2 separate regions of the Cyprinus carpio genome follow, and region 1 is linked to region 2. Evidence: chromatin contacts called from public Hi-C data. All regions are on one chromosome and are shown on one strand. The core of a region is the stretch at or near the end of the contact, and the rest is flanking DNA. Distances in the headings are between cores, read along the strand shown. Region 1 holds the start of LOC109066356 (lamin-B2-like). Region 2 has its middle 9.3 kb from the start of LOC109047695.

Region 1 (5,121 bases), core at 2,413-4,912, 71 kb after region 2:
TAGTAATTAATTTAATTCATCCATAAGACTACTTGTTTTCATATGATTAAAGTACAACTTTTACTGTACTACGATATTCAATATAACAATAATAGTTATAAAAATGTAAAAGTTATTAAAACAAAATAACACGACAAGATATAAGACGTAAATGTATCAAAAGTTATATAATTAATGATGTATAAAAATTACAAAAACAATAAAAGTTGTTAAAAACTAAAAATATAAACATTACAAGAAATAAGTAAAAAAACGATAAAGGTTATAAAATGTGAATTATAATAAAATAAACAATTATACAAATAATAAAAGTGCATGTTATGAACAATAAAAAGATAGCATTTAAATATAGATGATAAATATAAAAAAATTAAAATACTACCTGCATAAAAAAAATTATGTATAATATTGCTGTTATCATTTTATTAATATAATAACAAATATTACTAGAAATATACATTTTAAATGTAGACGATAAATAAAAAATATAAACTTAATAAAAACCACAACATTAGTAATACTAATAATAAATATATAAAACAATACTGTTGTCTTTTTTTATTAAAATGAACATGCTTTCCTGTGTTTTTAATGCAAGTTAGAATAATACACACCTATAAGCGAACAAAACATTTCATCCCTCTATGAATTATTTCCTGTATTTTTTCCAGTTGCTACAACACAAGCTTTGCTAACATCTCATACGACGTAATTGAGATTCTCAACACTGTACGAATAATAAAAAAAAAAAAACTCCCCTAAAAACTGGTGAAATCTGCGTGACAAATGCAGGTTGTTACACACTGCTGCGGTTCAACCAGTCGCCCACAGTCAGGCACGTAGCAACAGACACTTCCTGTTTACTTGCGCTCGTTAGCAACGAGATCAACCAAACACGACGTCTGACGCAAATGCAGGCTGTTCTGGTCGCATCATTTAAAGCAGCAGATTTAAACCAGGTTAGTTAAGCCCAACTTATGTTAAAGACCTTATGGGTAATTAAACTAAAGCAATAAGCCCCAAGAAGCCGTGGTTTACAGTGAACAGTTCACGGGGGTTACTGCTTTTATAAAACGGTTATTCCATATACGTAGTAAGGTTTTACAAAATAAAACTTAGCAAATAAAGTGTAATGATATTAATAAAAACAGTATTCTTCCACCAAACAAAGTAGTTCCTCAGAAACAGTTGGGGTTCCGAGAAAGTGGTTGCCGAGCAACACACAAACATAAACAAAGGTGTGTGTTTATAGAGTGATTTACAACAGCTTCGAACGCGGCTCAGCCAATCAGAATCAAGGACCAGATTAACGGGAATTAAACAAGGGGAATAAGGAATACTCACTTGCGGGTGACCTCGTCGAGGTCAGAGTTGGCTTTTCCCAGATCGATCTGAAGTTTGGCTCTTTCACGCGCCGTTCCGTCGAGCGCTCGCCGTGCGTCCGCGAGCTCGGCTTCGTAAAGAGACTTGATCCCAGACACCTGACCGAAAAACACACCATCAGTCAGAGATCGACACACTGTCGAGCCTCGAACCAGAGGTACTCTCGATAAATAAAACAATTGAAACAAAATAAACATGAACTGAAATGGAAGTTTTTAAAAACGTTATTTTAAGTTTGTTTTATAAAAGTAAGAAACGCACTCGTTTTTATTTAACACTTCACATTTTTATTTAAATTAAGTTGAAGCGCTAAAATAAAACTAAATAAACTAAAATTAAAAACGTTTAGAAAATGCTATACTATAATTTTAATTCAGTTTAAGTTGAAAAACTAAATAATAAAGAATACAATATAAACATTAAAAATGAAAATAAATCGCAACAAATTACTAAAACTTTAAATGAAAGTGAAAACAAACAACAAAATATATATAGTAACCCATTTCCATGATGAAAAAAAAAAAACGATAATAATAATTGTGAATTTATTATTATTATTTGTTTATAATAGTTTTTGTGTATTTTTTTTATTATTTTTTTTCGATGTTTTTTAATTGTGTGTGTGTGGCTTATAATTCACGAACAACAAGATAATTATTTTCTATATTATATTTATTCTATGCTTTTTTTGGTTATAACCTACAGGTAGGTTTTGTGTTGTCCATATTTTTTTTGTTTTATTTTTTTGGTTGTTTTTTTGTTGTAGGTTTTTTGTTTTTGTTGTTTTTTTTTTGTTGGTGCTTAATAAATAAATTACTTAAAAATACTACACCAGTACTACAAAAACAAACAAGGAAAAATAGACGTGATAAGGCACTGAAAGACATTTAAATAAATAAAACCTCACAGGAACATCAAGTATTTTCATATCAACTTCAAATTTGGAACACAACTTATTTAGACACAAGGCTTTAATTTTACACCAATTTTAGAGTAAAACCTGTTATGTAAAATATTTTATAATAAATAAAATATACAGGATATTTAAACTTCTATAACTTTTTGATACTTTAAATTTTTTGAAAAAAAAAATTCCACTTTTTCTGCTAATTTTCTTCTTTAAAAAGAGACCAACTTTAGGTCTATATTACAAAGTGTTCATAAATTACACCAATTTAAGTATGGATGGTGCACTTTAATGCCTATTTTAAAAAACGTGGGGTGACAGTTAAAGGGTTAAGCAACTTCTATCAGACATTACTTGTAAATAAACTCAGTTTGAGTGGAAATCACTGAACAGAATGCTGTTTTTAGCACAAAGCAAGACGTTGAACTGCATTCAAACCATTTCTTTTTGTATTTCTGATTTGTGAGGGGTGCAGTCTGATGTGGTCACCATTCAAAACAATAACAGATCAGATTCAAATTTGAAAAGTGCATTTGGCCACTCCCAAAACTTTGAGGAAAACGCCCAAACACGCCAGGAGTCCGGGACAACATGCAAACGCACACTTTTAACGTGCTTTTGAACAAATACACGCATAACTAAGAGATCAACTCATGCATAAACACAAATAAAACGCACAAATCAGACGCATTACTAGCCCCACTCCCTGAGTACATTTTATAGAGCTCGCACACATTTGCTTTTACATGCAGTGTATAGATTTGTATGTGCAAAATACAGTTTTCAGTGCACAGGCTTGATTGTGTCAAAATGCATAACTTCCTAGCGCGGCTTTTCAAATGCTGTGCCCTCTCTCAACACACTGTTAAGTTTTATAGATTTAATGCACACTAAAAGCACTGAATTTGAGGGAAACGTGGAGACCGCACGCGCACGCGGGTTTATCGCTCGTAAAAGCAGCACAAAGGAACGGCTCTGCACCTCTCTGGTAGTTACTTCCTCCTTCTCGGACACTTTGACGAGCAGCCGGTCGTTCTCGAGCTCCAGCGAGCGCACGCGGTCGATGTAGACGGCCAGGCGGTCGTTGAGCGCGCTCAGCTCCTCTTTCTCCTGCAGGCGCGAGATCCGCGCGGGGCTCAGCGGTGTTTGGGCGGCCGTCGCGCGGCTCGGGGTTGCGGTCGCCATATCGCTTCACGCTACAGACCCACTTCAGCTCAAATAAACACTCCTCCAGAGTTCCACTTCGACCCGGTGTACGCAGCGGCCTCCGAGTCGCACTTGGAACGGGTTTCCGGTGGCGTTTGGAAGTTTTTGTTTAAGGAGTTTTTGAATGAATCCGTGTTTTGTAGTCCGAGTGCTGGTGGGCTGTCTCTTGTATGTGGAACGTAGGATGTTAAAAGTGGATGGCGGGAGCGTCAATAAAGCGGCGAAATTCAGCCGAAGTGGTCATGGGAGTTGTAGTCCGAAACTCCAAAATAATTATTTTTTTCATTACTGTCATTATTTTTTTATTTTAATATATCATATTATTACTGTTTAGATTTTCGAACAGCTTTAGCGACTTCATTTTGTGTTTTTTCATAGTTTTTGAGTTTTATCCATATTTTTACATTTGTGTGTTGCTTATAATTCACGAACAACGAGGTGGAAAATATTTTATATATATATATATATGCGACTTCATTTATATATATATATATCTATAATATATATATTATATATATATGTTATAATATAGAAAATATTTTTTATTTATTTATTTTTATATTTTTTTTTTATTCTTTATTTTTTTTTTTTGTGGTTTTTCATTTTATGTATATATATATATATATATATAGGGTGCGATTTGTGAAAAAAAAAGAGGGGGGGATTGCTTTTGAAAAATTTTTATGAAATGAATTTTTTTTTTTAACGGAAATTGTATTTAGTGTGATCTCAGTTTAATAAAAACATTGTAAGCCTACGTTAGGCCTATTAATTGTAATGATTTAATGTCCACGGTTATTCAAACAACAAATTACATAGAGAAAGCGAGCAAAGAACACAACGGAGCTTTTTGAAACTTCGAATCAGTTAAACCATTGCGTCGCAAAATGAATCACTGTTTCGAAGCTCTCCAATCGGATCGGCGTATCGCAGAATCATTTGATTCAGATCGGGACGTCAGAGCAGGTTTGCATGATGTTTTTATTCATCCCACCGGGGGTAAAAAGGGATAAAAGTAGGCAGGGATGCATAGACCAGAGGGGGGGAAATCCCCCCCATCCCCCCCGGCAAATCGCACCATATACACATATATAATGTTAAAATCATTGTTTAGTTTAAATTGCCTTGTTTTATTATGCCTTACTGTAGCACTTTGAGATTTTTTTTAAATGTAAAGTGCTTTATAAATAAAATTCACACACACATATATATATACATACATACACACACACACACACATAATATATATATATATACACACATTATAGCGGATACACACATACATACACACATAGATATATATATATATATACACACCACATACACATACCTATATACACATACATTATATATATATACATACATATATATATATATATATATATCTATATATTACAAATATTATATATATACATATATATATTATATAATACATATATATACACACATATATATATATATAGATACATACACACATATACACACACACATAATATTACACATATATATATATACATATATATATATTACCACACTATATACATAATAACACATAGATATACACACCATATAGACAACATATTACAATATATAATATACGTATATGTATATATATAATATATATA
Region 2 (5,049 bases), core at 1,133-3,632:
CAGCTGCTTTCTGACGGCTTGTGTGTGTGTGTGTGTGTGTGTGAGTGTGTGTGTGTGTGTGTGTGTGTGTGTGTGTGTGTGTGTGTGTGTGTGAGAGTGTTTGTTAGTTATTGTATGTTTATGTGAGTGTGTGTGTGTGTGTGTGTGTGTTTGTGTTTGTGTGAGTGTGAGTGTGTGTGTAAGTGTGTGTGTGTGTGTGTGTGTGTGTGTGTGAGTGTGAGTGAGTGTGTGTGTGTGTGTGTGTGTGTGTGTGTGTGTGAGAGTGTGTGTGTGTTTGTGTTTGTGAGAGTGTGTGTGTGTGTGTGTGTGCGTGTGTGAGTGTGTGTGTCAGTGTGTCTGTGTGTGTGTGTGTGTGTGTGTGTGTGTGTGTGTGTGTGTGTGAGTGTGTGTGTGTGTGTGTGTGTGTGTGAGTGTGTGTGTGTGTGTGTGTGTGATGCTGTGTGTGTCTGAGTGTGTGTGTCTGTGTGTGTGAGTGAGAGTTTGTGTGTGTGTGTGTGTGTGTGTGTGAGTGTGTGTGTGTGAGAGCGTGTGTGAGAGTGTGAGTGTGTGTGTTTTTTTGTGGGGGGGTGTGTGTTGTGTGTGTAGTGTGTGTGTGTGTGTGAGTGCGTGAGTGTGTGTGTGTGTGTGTGTGAGCGCGTGAGTGTGTGTGTGTGTGTGTGTGTGTGTGTGTGTGTGTGTGAGTGTGTAATTTGTGTGTGTGAGAGAGTGTGTGTTTGTGTGTGAGTGTGTGTGTGTGTGTGTGTGTGTGTGTGTGTGTGTGTGTGTGTGTGTAAGTGTGTACGTACTCTTCTCGGCTCCGGAGAAGATGGAGATGATCTTGTTGCGCTTGCGCTCCTCAGGCACCGAGGGGAGGGGCTTGGAGCTGTGATTGACAGCCAGCGTGTCCTTCCCGCTGCTGAAGATGGTGCTGCTCATCCTGACGGGGGGCGCGGGCGGCTTGTCCTCCAGATCCCCATTATCACACATGGTCCGGGACGAGGAGAAAGGACAGAAAGGAGGAGTGGGTTTGCAGGAGGAGATAAAGAAAAGGAGGAGTTAGAGCTGCAGGAGCAGAAGGGAAGCAGAACGGAGACGAACAGCATCAGCAACAAACACAAACACATCTGCAGCAGGCTCTCGACTCTACTCCTCAGTTTAGTTACTCTTCATCATAATTCTGTGTGAAACTGCAATTATGCACATTATAATTATTGTGATAATCAAGTATAACATTGCAGTTAAATACAAAATATGTTTTTTTTACATTTATTTTATACCAAGATTTTTTTTTAATGGTTTTAGTTTAGTTTGGGTTTCAGTGAATGATGACAAATAAATAAAATAAATAAAACCCAAAACTTTATATTTTGCATAATTGCAATTTTATATTTAATCAGAATGAAGATAACTGAATGAACATTAATGGTAAAAAAAATATATATATTTTTTTTTTACTTTCCGCAGTTTTATATTTATCATGACAATAAAAATTAATAAGAAATTATATTTGGCAAGAAATTATATTTTATTATTACGTTACGATCAATTCTCATGGAAATAATGTCAGAAAAAATTAACAATAATTGTCCTAAGATACTAGTTAATTATTACTTTAAAATAATAATAATAATAACAATAATAAATGTGATTTTTTTTAAATAAGAAATTATATTTTGTATTAATAATATTAAGGTGATTTTTAGGATTTTTATGCTTAATCATCGCGAAAAAGTGTCAGAATAAGGTAATAAAAATTATCATAAAATAAAGAATAAAAACTATTACAATTAAATAATAAATTAACAGTAATGGGAATTTTTTAAAAATAATTATATTTTGCATAAAGGATATTCAGATGATTTTACGACCATCATAACAATCTTATGCTTAATCATCTTAAAATAATGTCAGAATAAATTAATAATAATTGTCCTAAAAATAAAATGACCTTAAAACTACTATGATAATAATAAATAATAGTTTATTTCACTTAATTTACGCAGAATATATTTTCAACCCCTAATAATTAACTCTTTAATTACAATCCAGGGACAGATTTCCTCTTAATTAATGGTCAGCGGTTAATTATTATTTTAGTGACGCGTTTCTGTTGTTTCGGTCTTCTACACACACAGAGAAAGCTCAAAGCTGCTACAAGCACACAGACGAGCCCTAGTGAGCGCCCTACACAGCCAGCGTGACGGACAGCACTCAAGCGCTCGCGGCTGCTGTCTAGGTAGGCAGCACACTAGGTTTCGGGACGCGGCCGGGGGTCTCGGGTTGTGTCGCGGCTCACCTGTGAAACTCACCGCAGACTTCAGCCGCTGTGTCCGGGAGGAGGAAGGTTTCTGCGCCGCTAGCGCTGCGTTTGGGGGGTTTTTGTGCTGGTTTGAGGAAGGGGAGGCGCCCAGCAGCGTCTCTGTCTGCCCTCGCTTGCAGCGAACAGCCAGCGACTGCTTCCGGTGCGACGGGATGCTGGGGAAACGACCGACAAAATAAAAGTCTGGCGAATTCAATTTGCTATTAACAAGTTACTTATAGTTACTAATATAATGTAAGTCATATAGTGCTTTTAAGAAGTATATATTATTAACTGTATTTATTATATAAACATTAATGCATTAATATGAAGGATTATAACTTTTTTAAAGATTTATATTTTATATATATTTGATCGTTTGGAATTGAATACTTGCGCACACACATATATATTTTAATTATATATATATATATATAAATAAATATATATATATATATATATATATATATATATATATATATATATATATATATATATATATATCAGGATGAAGATAACTAAATGAATATTAACGGTGAAATATAATAAACTTTTTTTTTAATCATTTCCGCAGTTTTATATTTAATCATCATGACAATAAAAATTAACAAGAAATTATATTTTATTATTACGTTACGATCAATTCTCATGGAAATAATGTCAGAATAAATTAACAATAATTGTCTTAAGACACTGGTTAATTATTTCTATAAAATAATAACAATAATAAATGGGATTTTTTAAAATAAGAAATTATATTTTGCATTAATAATATTAAGGTGATTTTTAGGATCATCGTAGCATAATAATTGCATTTATCAAAATTGCACACACACACACACACACACATATATATATTATAAAATAAAATACTGTAATAACAGACGGACACAAAATAGTCTTTTTTTAAACAAAGTACCATTCAGTTTTTATTTTTTATAAAATTAATTTATTTAATGACGGACGGAAAATAGTTTTTTTTTAAACAAAGTACCATTCAGTTTTCTTCGTCAGATTCGGAGAAATGTAGCGTTGCATCACTTGCTCACCAACTTAGTGAATGGGTGCCGTCAGAATGAAAACATCAGAATAATCCACAGCACTCAGTTCACATCTGGAGAAGACAAAAGAATTATTGCACAGCACTCCAGTCCATCAATTAACATCTGGAGAAAACTACAGCTGAAACAAATCCAGCATTAAGACGTTTTTAACTATGTTTAGAGTTTTTTATACATTGTTTGATATGTGCAGATTTATCTCCTGATTCACACCAGAACACTTTTTCACTGGAGGAAGTGTATTTTATTATGGATTATAGACATAGACTCGTATTTTACGTCTTAATGCTGGATTTGTGATTATTCTGATGCTTTCATTCTGACGGCACCCATTCACCGTGTTGGTGAGCAAGTGATGCAATGCTACATTTTTCCAAGGAGGACCTGAATAAAGTGAGCGATGAAGAGCTGGAGCGCAGGAAGGCCCAGATGGACGAGCTGTTCGTGCGAGAGACGTGCAGCTGGGATGAAGGGCAGTCCGATGAGGAGGTTTAGAGGATCGGAAACACTGGAACGGACTGATTCAGAATAAAAACACGTGGAGAACTGGTGCATCATGGGGCTTCTGTTGAAGTGTGATGATGATGAACATTAAATCTATGCATTTGCTGCTACATGTTGTCTTCTATGGTACTCGTGTGATTTAATTTTTTATTTTAAGTCTTATCCTTTCTTCTTTTAAATAAAACAGCATGGATAATATTGAAAATAATCGAATATTTAATTTAATAAATATAAAAAAATGTAAACCCCAAGGCTAAACATTTTTTTTTACACTTTGTTCTTTAAATATTAGCATTTTTTAAATAGCTATTTTTAGTCATACCAAAACTTATTTTTTAATAATAAAAATTTAAAGTAATTTAACTGCATATATATGCTTAAAATTTATTTTTATTATTTTAGTTGATGCAGTAAAATTAATTTATTTTTGTTATTTTAGTTGTTGCAGTTGAATTTGGAATGGTTTAAAATTTTTTTTTAATTTAGGTTTTTAACAAAACAAATAGAAATTACTAAAACTTTAAAACTAAAATTAAAATATCTCTCCTGATTCAGACCGAAAAAATAACATGCATGTATATTAAAAATTATAATAAACAAAGATTAGAAGATGCATTTAAAAAACTACTTATTTTAAAACTTTACAACTAAAATAAAAAATAAATTTAATTAAAAATATTAATAAATACTAAGAGAGTAGACAATTCAAAAAGACAAAAACTTTAAAACTAAAACTAAAAAAAAAAAAAATTCAAAATATTAACAAATAATAAGATAGTAAATATATAAAAAAACCACAGCTTTAAAAATTAAAATGAAGAGGGAAATTCTAAATAAATAAATACATCCAAAATATGAATAAATACTGAGCTAATATAGCAATGGTACTAAAATGACACTGCTTTATTAAAACACAATACTTCTGAATGCATTTCAAACGACAGATGAGTTTTAATGGTAAATATTTATTTGTTTTTATGAAAAGCTGTACAGAACATCGAGTCCATATTTTTCAGGGATATTGAAACATGAAAAAATAAAACGCTACTTGATTGTCACACTTTCAACCTTGTGGCTTCTACCCACTACTGATGACACGATACAAATACAGGTACGCGTGTTCACCTCACGTCAATATGATAGAAGTTATGTTTCATGTTTTATATTTGGATCACATATAGAATGATAAAATGACACGAGAGCAGC

Evidence for each region. Hi-C and Micro-C count contacts between places; a contact is called where the count stands out from the background.
Region 1: a Hi-C map of liver shows a contact between it and region 2, with 4 times the contacts expected there. The contact joins the promoter of LOC109066356 here to the enhancer-like site in region 2. A contact is called at or near these places in 2 of 8 Hi-C or Micro-C datasets (liver and skeletal muscle).

The regions. Positions count from the first base shown.
Region 1 is chrA22:1,546,280-1,551,400 of ASM1834038v1, forward strand. LOC109066356 (lamin-B2-like) reads right to left here and starts at 3,663. Exons shown (of 12, transcript XM_042711629.1): 1 at 3,272-3,663; 2 at 1,345-1,481. The coding sequence starts at 3,475.
Region 2 is chrA22:1,476,094-1,481,142 of ASM1834038v1, forward strand. It overlaps the pseudogene LOC109047470. Among protein-coding and RNA genes, the nearest start is that of LOC109047695, 9.3 kb to the right of the region's middle. Within about 2 kb of position 2,383, at least 7 of the 8 cell types and tissues checked have an H3K27ac peak or open chromatin away from gene starts, as enhancers often do. A contact at or near this core is called in liver and skeletal muscle, where this site is marked.